Regions from separate parts of the Mus musculus genome. Here region 2 is linked to region 1. A link is a contact called in public Hi-C data. All regions are on one chromosome and are shown on one strand. The core of a region is the stretch at or near the end of the contact, and the rest is flanking DNA. Distances in the headings are between cores, read along the strand shown.

Region 1 (4,128 bases), core at 944-3,443:
TCCTTGCAATTCAGCAGCCACTGCCCTGTCCCCTGCCTCATGTCACTAGCATATGACTAACTCTCTGATCTACTGTTTTCTCGTGTGTCCACAGAGAGCAGTGATGCCTCTCTCTCAAAGACTTGTTAAAGAAAAATAAAAGAAAATAAGTAAGCTGGGTGTGGTGTCTTATGCTTGTAATCCAAGCACTGGGGAGGTGGGGGCCAACGGATTTTGGGGTTTGGGACAATATTGGTCTGCATAGTGAGCTCAAGACCAGTGTGAGCTACACAGCAAGAAAAGGGAAGAGAAGAGAAGAGAAGAGAAGAGAAGAGAGGAGAGGAGAGGAGAGAGGAGAGGAGAGGAGAGGAGAGGAGAGGAGAGGAGGGGAGAGAAATAAGTAAATGTTTGATGAACAGTAGGAGCTCAGCAAATGTGGGTTCCTTCCCAGTAGCACTAACTTGAGCCCCAAAATGAGCCATTTAAAAAAAAAGCCCAAGTTATAACATTTACTCTATCCCCTATTTTGCTCCTATAGAAACGGTGACTCTTCTATGGCTCAGTACTCAGCACTAGAATAAGGAAACCCAGTAATGACATTCAACTCCAACTCACCCTTCCTCTCCTCAATAGGCATATGTACTTGAAAAAAACGGCTCAACTCCCTTATCACACGGGTCCCATCCTCAAAACAGAAATCAAAATGAGACTAGTTCTCTCATCAAGTCGGGAGAAAAGGCAGCATGAACGTAGCACATGGTCTAGCATCTAAGTATTGGGAGACAGAGAATCTTGAGTTCAAAACCAACCTGAAGACCTTCTTTCTTTTTTTTTTTTTTTTTTTTTTTTTTGAAGACCTTCTTTCTAAAAACAAACAAACAAACAAACAAACAAGAAAATTCTTCCCTGGTTTGACTTTTTTCTTCTTCCTTTTTGTAATTACCCACCTCTGGAAATAGGGTTTGTAGCCTAATAGCCTACATGTATACAAGGCAATACAAGAAAAGAGCCAACAGGCAAGACCCCCCCCCCCAAGTCCCTTCCCCAGGATTTGGCAATCAGTCCTCACTCTCTACTCCCAGAGATACAACTAGCTCCCTCTCACCCTTCCCTCCCTTCCTCCCTCCTTCCCTCCTTCCCTCCTTCCCTCCTTCCCTCCCTCCCTCCTCCCTCCTTCCCTCCCTCCCTCAACTATCTCTTTAGTGACAACCCCAAGCCCCTTCTTAAAATGTCAAGTTCAGCCTAGAGATGCTGCTCACTTGGTAGAGTATGTGCTTGCCTAGAATGCACGAAGCCCTGAATTCCATCCCCAGTATCAAATAAACCAACCACGGCGGTACATGCTTGTAATTCCAGCACTCAGGAGGTGGCCATAGGAAAATCAAGAGTTCAAAGGTATTCTTGTGTTATACAGTGAGCTGGAGGGCAACCTGAGCTACATCATACTCTGTCATTAAAAAAAAAAATCCAATTCATATTCTTCCATACCCTGGTTGCATTTCTCTGTCCTCAATTAATCTTCTCCTAAACTCCTGTCATTAGATGTCTCGCTTCAGATTTTGCTTGTTTGATAAGCTTCCACTTGCCGGTCAGGAATCTGGGTACCCTTCTAACTGTTGGAGAACAGTGCCTAGAATGGAGCCACTGCCTGGAGGTGGACATTAACAATCCACTGAAGGAATGTGTGCAGGGAATAACTGAACGAATGAATGAGCAACAGAAGTTTCTAGGTTTTATCAAGGCCAAAGAGGTTGCAAGGGGGAACTAAAGTATACGCCTGGTCTCAGATGTGACTCAAGTCTCTGTCACCTGCCTAACGCAGGGATTTTCTTCCTTTTGTAGAAGCCAGTTGTGTAGAAGTTGCACATCTCTCTGAACCCATGGCTTGACTCCAGGAGCCCCCATTAGAGGTAAGCATCCCCACCCTACCTTTTAACTGAAGCGTGAACAGGGGGAAAAAATAATCCCAGCGGGCCCCCTGGGGTGTATGAACCGGGATGCCCACACCCGGATCCCCTGCTCTGCTCCCCGCCCCATCCCCGCAGAGGGAGCGGTGCCGGGCGCGGCAGGTCTCCAAGCCGACTAGGCTGGCGCTGGCGTCGGGGCTGCGCTCCTTGGCTGGACCCGCATTGCCCCCTAGTGCCGCACAGAGTCAGGGCGCCCGGGCTTCCCCGCCTGATGTCACCGCCGTGCAGTCAGCCCAGAGGCGGCTCATTGAAAGCAGACCCTCCTCGCGATCGCTGGGCGGAGAAGGCACCGCGGTCCGTAGACCCGCCGCGGGCCGGGCACAGCCGGGCACCCCCGGCCCGGCGCCCGCTCCTCCCCGCGCTCCCGCGCCAGCCCGGCCAGGCGCGCCTGACGTGGACCATTAAACTTGGAGCTGCCGCCTCGTCCCCTCTCTCCTCCTCCTCCCTCTGACAGGCGAGCGAGCCGCTGGGTGCAGGCAGGCGACGTGCTGCCGGGCTAGGCTGCCCGGGGGAGATGACTTCTCGCCAGGAGGACGCCTCTGGAAAGAAGACCACGGAGGGAGCAAAGTTTCAGGGCAGCTGAGGAGCTTTGGTCGCAGCCCTTCCGAGCCCAATCTCCTCCCTGGCTATGGAGGGCGGACTTTAAAATGAATCCCGATCTGGACACCGGCCACAACACATCAGCACCTGCCCACTGGGGAGAGTTGAAAGATGCCAACTTCACTGGCCCCAACCAGACCTCGAGCAACTCCACACTGCCCCAGCTGGACGTCACCAGGGCCATCTCTGTGGGCCTGGTGCTGGGCGCCTTCATCCTCTTTGCCATCGTGGGCAACATCTTGGTCATCCTGTCGGTGGCCTGCAACCGGCACCTGCGGACGCCCACCAACTACTTCATTGTCAACCTGGCCATTGCTGACCTGCTGTTGAGCTTCACAGTCCTGCCCTTCTCCGCTACCCTGGAAGTGCTCGGCTACTGGGTGCTGGGGCGCATCTTCTGTGACATCTGGGCAGCGGTTGATGTCCTGTGTTGCACGGCCTCCATCCTGAGCCTATGTGCCATCTCCATTGACCGCTACATTGGGGTGCGATACTCTCTGCAGTACCCCACGCTGGTCACCCGCAGGAAGGCCATCTTGGCGCTCCTCAGTGTGTGGGTCTTGTCCACGGTCATCTCCATCGGGCCTCTCCTTGGATGGAAAGAACCTGCGCCCAATGACGACAAAGAATGTGGGGTCACAGAAGAACCCTTCTACGCCCTCTTTTCCTCCCTGGGCTCCTTCTACATCCCACTGGCGGTCATCCTGGTCATGTACTGCCGAGTCTACATCGTGGCCAAGAGGACCACCAAGAATCTGGAGGCGGGAGTCATGAAGGAAATGTCCAACTCCAAAGAGCTGACCCTGAGAATCCACTCTAAGAACTTTCATGAGGACACCCTCAGCAGTACCAAGGCCAAGGGCCACAACCCCAGGAGTTCCATAGCTGTCAAACTTTTTAAGTTCTCCAGGGAAAAGAAAGCAGCCAAAACCTTGGGCATTGTAGTCGGAATGTTCATCTTATGTTGGCTCCCCTTCTTCATCGCTCTCCCACTTGGTAAGTTGGGGGCTGGCAGAGGGGAGGTAGACCTACATTGGTTTTCCTGATGATCTCACACCAAAGTTTTTGTGTGGGTTTGGTTATTTTTATGCCATCAGTGTGTGTTTGGAGACTGGATAATACTATTTGTTCTGCAAGGGCTTTGCAGATTGGGGAACTGGCTAAGAACCAACTCAGGTGTTGGTGAAAAAAAAGCTAAGATACTAGGCACTTGAAATAGAAGCACGGAAGGAGAATCTGGGATGTGGAATGACTCAGTCACTGGCCTCAGTTTAATAATTAAAAAGGACACTGGGCTCCAACATCTCGCCAGTGTTATTTCGGTAGTAACGATGTATCTGAGAAGGCAGCGTCACTAACACAGAATACCAAATAGTTTGTAGTTACTGCAGACGCGGCATTGGGGAAGCAGAGAGGCGGCTCCTACAGAGAAAGGCAGTGTTCATTCAATATTTGCAGGGACCACGTTTCTCAGCCTTGCAGAGGCTGCGGTCTTCCTCTCCTCCCTCCCTGCTGGCTCTCCCCTTTCTGCACTGTCGTTCTTACCAGATAATAGGAGCATCCTACAGCCACACAGCTTCCA
Region 2 (4,128 bases), core at 473-2,972, 180 kb before region 1:
CACTATGTCCCCCCCTTCCAAAATCTTCAAGAAATAGTATTTACTGTCCCAAAAGGAACTGATATCCCATAACTTACCAAAATGCTTTCAATATTTTTAACTCCATCTCATGACCAACTTCAAATTGGCCATGTATTTTATTCATTCATTCCTTCTGCACAGCTATGTTTATCATCAGAGCTTCAGAATTCAAGCTATGTCAAGCCTTACATCATATCCCAGCACCTCATCTGTGACTTGGCACACAGATCGTTCAATAAAAGGATCGCTAAGTTTGTGGCTCACTCTAAAATGTTATGAGCTCTGAGATCAAAGAATTGGCTAGAGTACACATTTCAAAAGGTTAAAACACCGAGTTCCACATGGTGTCCAAATAATAAAGGGTCACAGAAGACTAGAAAAATTAGAGGTAACCACAAGGGGAAGAGATCTTGAACGACCCCCCGGAATGAGTTTCAGATGGATATATGGAGAAACTGAAACCAATGTGAATCTGGGCTAGCAGTGGTATCTAAACTGGATGGATTGGAAGAACACATCTTTTGATGTCTAATGCAGCATACCTTTCTGAATAGAAAGAAAATAAAGCTAAAAGCAAAACACAAAACTCAGTGTTTAGGATTTCCTTCTACACTGTCATTTCTATGTTTTCAATACGAGTTATTGGGTTCCTACTAGATGCCAGGTCCTTTCCCTGGATGATAGGGACACTGGGTTGAACAAATAGGGCAAATACTATGGCCTCGTGGAGTCTCACTCTTTTTCTGGAGAGTAGACAATACATAAAGTCAGTGACTGTAAGGGAGTTTCACTGTGCTCAGTACTACTAAGAAATAAATAGGGACAGATGTTTGAAGTTCACTGGGATGACCATTTTAAATCAATTGGTCAGGAAAGGGATACAATATGTAAGCGATTATCCAAAGTCATTGAGGTAGTAAGACTCACACCTGAGCATTAAATGACCTCGGAGGACATAGACTAGAAGTAAAATATGCCTCACAAGCCTGAGAAGAGCAGAAACCAGTCCTCTGGAACTGAAGAAGACAGGGACGGACAAGAAGCTAACTGGGGCCAGACTAGAAAGGACTCCTAGACTGTTGTGAATTTTGAACTTCTACAGACTTGCAAGCTATCAGTCCTTCATTGGCTGACACAGAGCATGAAACTGAGAGAGATGAGTTAGCTTGCCCAAGATGATACAAATGGCAGTTAGGAGAGCTGGGGTAAACCCAAGCCTAGCTAGCTCTTCTATATCACCTGACACCACTCTCCCTCTCTGCTCCCATCCTCGGCCACCCCTATTCTCAGTCTTCCAACACAGTGTACATTCCTGCTCAGGGCCCTCACATTATTCCCCTCCATAGTGATCCTTCCTGCTAGTAGTGACCCCTGTTAAGACACAAGCCCCTCAGTGAGACCTACCTGGACCTTCTCCTCTCATTCATATCTCCTCATTCAATCTTCTTCACAAAACTGAATGCAGTACCTCCTTACCATGGTAACTGCATATTAGCTTAGCATCTTCCCTCCCTCTATCCCTCAACTGTGTGTCTAAGCAGCACCTACATATCCCAGTACCTGGCACAGAGGAGACTCTCAGCAGAAACACTGTAGAAGGAACACAGAGAGGCCTTCAGGCATCTGCTGTAGACACCAGTGGCTGTATGAGAGAGGTCTGGGGTGATCTGTTCCCTGCTTGGTTGTGGCACGAGACACTGTCTGTCTCTGGCTGCTCCACCATCTAAGACATCCATCATGTGACTCACCATCCCCCCCTCCCCCAGCAGCCTCTGGAATGAATGTTATTTGGAATAATTGGCCAAGCACTTAGGAAATGCTAAAGCTTATTTTTAAATATGATTAGGACCTGTCTCTTTCTTTCTGGAAAATCACATGTGCTCTTCAGAAACACAAAATAAAATTGCACCCTGAAAAACTAACTTTTTAATCTCATCTTCAGGATTCAATGAGTTGGTTTGGGTAAATCACATATCTCTACTTGGTTGGTAGAAAAACTGAGGCCAGAGCAAGATGAAATGCATCGTTAAAGGCCAGTTATATAAATGAGGGCAGAGACAGGGGAACTAAGAGCAGACACTGTCCTTACCTGATACTCTGCCTCTCCATTTCCAACATAAGAAGAATCTAGAAGGGAATTCCTGCCTTCTTAGTTTGATGTTTTACGTGGCAGGGAGGACCACCAACCATTCTAAGCAGGCCACAGGAAGCCTGTTTCTCTTTAAGAACCCATTAACAAGCTGGCCAAAAGCTCATTCTATTTCCATGTAAATAAATAAGGACAAATTTTCCCACCTCAGCCTCCCAGGGCTGAACCAAAATTCTCTCCCTCTGCACATTTTTGATAACCTGCGAATTCTGGAATACCTCACAGCTAAAGATTTCGTGCTCTGGAAGTCAATAATTCATTGTGTGTGGAGGGGGGGGTGGAAGGAGATAATTAACATTCTCTGGATTGCTTTGGCTGGGAAATAGCTTAGTAAGCATGAGCCCACTTGGGTGTTATATCCATCACGAGGGTAAAATAAATAAAAATGAATGCTTTCGGGGCACTGAGGCTGAAGAGTCTGTCAGGTAGCTTAAGCTAGGGGCAGCCTGAGATGGATTCAGACTTCTGCTTAGGAAAGGGAAGCAGTCTGCCTGTATAGTCTTGAGCTGAGAGTGGACATGTCACAGGTACGGAGGGATCTTGTCTTGATGCGGCTTTTCCTGGGCTTCCCAGCCCTGTTACAGTTCGCATCTGAAATGTCTCCCAGACCCAATATACTACAGGCTTGAGAGCAGCTGGTGGCATTAGTGGAAGGCATGGAAACTGTAGGGGTGCAGGCCTAGTTGGAGGAAGCAGACCCTTGGGGGGGGGGCAGGTCCTTGCAGGGTGTGACTTTTCCCAGGTGCTCTCCCCTTCTTTCTCCTCATACCCTCTCCTTAACTCTCCCCTTCTCCCTCTCTTCCCTTCTCTCTCAACCCCCAACTCTCTCATGTGTCTCTCCCTGTGGGGCAACTTTTCTCCAGCTTCATTCCTGTCAGGATGCTTTCCACTCTGCATCATCCCAAGCGCACAGCAATGGACACGGCAAACCTTGAACTGAGCTGCCTGAGAAACTGATCCTCCTTCCTCCTTTATGTTAATTTTCTCAGCTCTTTGGCCTCAGCCACAGAAAGCCGAAGCACACAAGCCCACACTTCAAGCTTTTCCATGAGCTGTTTTCTAACTTCCGGTTTCTTCCCTGACCTCCTTTATCAAACCTCACAGCTACAGTTGGTCTTCCTCAGGGCACCCTCCCTCTACACAGGAACAATGACATGGGTGAAGGGGGGGTGAGGGAGCAAAACACCGCTGTTGCCTTCATCTCCATCATGGCTAACCTTTCTGAACTGTCTGATGTGCTAAGGTTTATGGTGTGCTAGGAGGACTTTATTTGCATTATTAAGTTTGATACCTCCTGGGATAAATGGCTACTCTTTGGACCTCACAGTAAGCTAGAAATAGTTTTTAAAATGTGTCACATGGTGGGAAATAGCTAATGAAACACATAACCCCATGGGGAATGGTGGAGGCAGCTGGAGAGAGATTGGGTATATTTATGCACAACAGAACCATAAATGGATGCTGGGATATACCTAACCTTTGTGGTTGACGTCATGGGGGAAATGGTTTCTCTGTCTATTAACCAAGATCAAGGAAGGGTACGGCATGACTCTGCCGTCTGGGTGCCCATCCCATGGGACTTCTGTTGGCAGGAGACTGTCAGCCTGTGTTGATAATAGACCATGGATCTATCCCAGTATGGCAGTTCCTGCATTTTATGTTGTTATCATGGGTAGAGAGCTTTTATTTCCATCTGCGACTCTGATTTCTATGCTGATCTGCTGTTACATCAGCATCTTTATTCCAATGTCTATATTCTGGTACTAAGAGGAAAAATGTCACATTTTACTACCATGACTTAAAAAGGAATTTTTGTAACTTAGGGAGTTGGTTCTGTCAGAAAGATTCTTGTTATGTAAGTATACATGAGGCCCTGAGTTCAGTCCTCCAGCAAGTCATCTAAAAATGTCTGGGGTGTCCTTCAATCCCAGCATTGGGGGGCTGAGACAGGAGGATTT

Evidence for each region. Hi-C and Micro-C count contacts between places; a contact is called where the count stands out from the background.
Region 2: a Hi-C map of ventricular fibroblasts shows a contact between it and region 1, with 8 times the contacts expected there. The contact joins the enhancer-like site here to the promoter of Adra1b in region 1. A contact is called at or near these places in 4 of 484 Hi-C or Micro-C datasets (the HL-1 cell line, embryonic fibroblasts, uterus and 1 more) and 1 of 115 datasets of contacts at active chromatin or transcription factors (neural progenitor cells).

What each region holds. Positions count from the first base shown.
Region 1 is chr11:43,834,554-43,838,681 of GRCm38.p6, reverse strand. Adra1b (adrenergic receptor, alpha 1b) reads left to right here and starts at 2,193. Exons shown (of 2, transcript NM_007416.4): 1 at 2,193-3,542. The coding sequence starts at 2,594.
Region 2 is chr11:44,011,650-44,015,777 of GRCm38.p6, reverse strand. The region is part of intron 3 of Gm12153 (a long non-coding RNA gene); the gene reads right to left. Among named protein-coding and RNA genes, the nearest start is that of Gm12153, 55 kb to the right of the region's middle. Within about 2 kb of position 1,722, at least 13 of the 459 cell types and tissues checked have an H3K27ac peak or open chromatin away from gene starts, as enhancers often do. A contact at or near this core is called in embryonic fibroblasts, where this site is marked.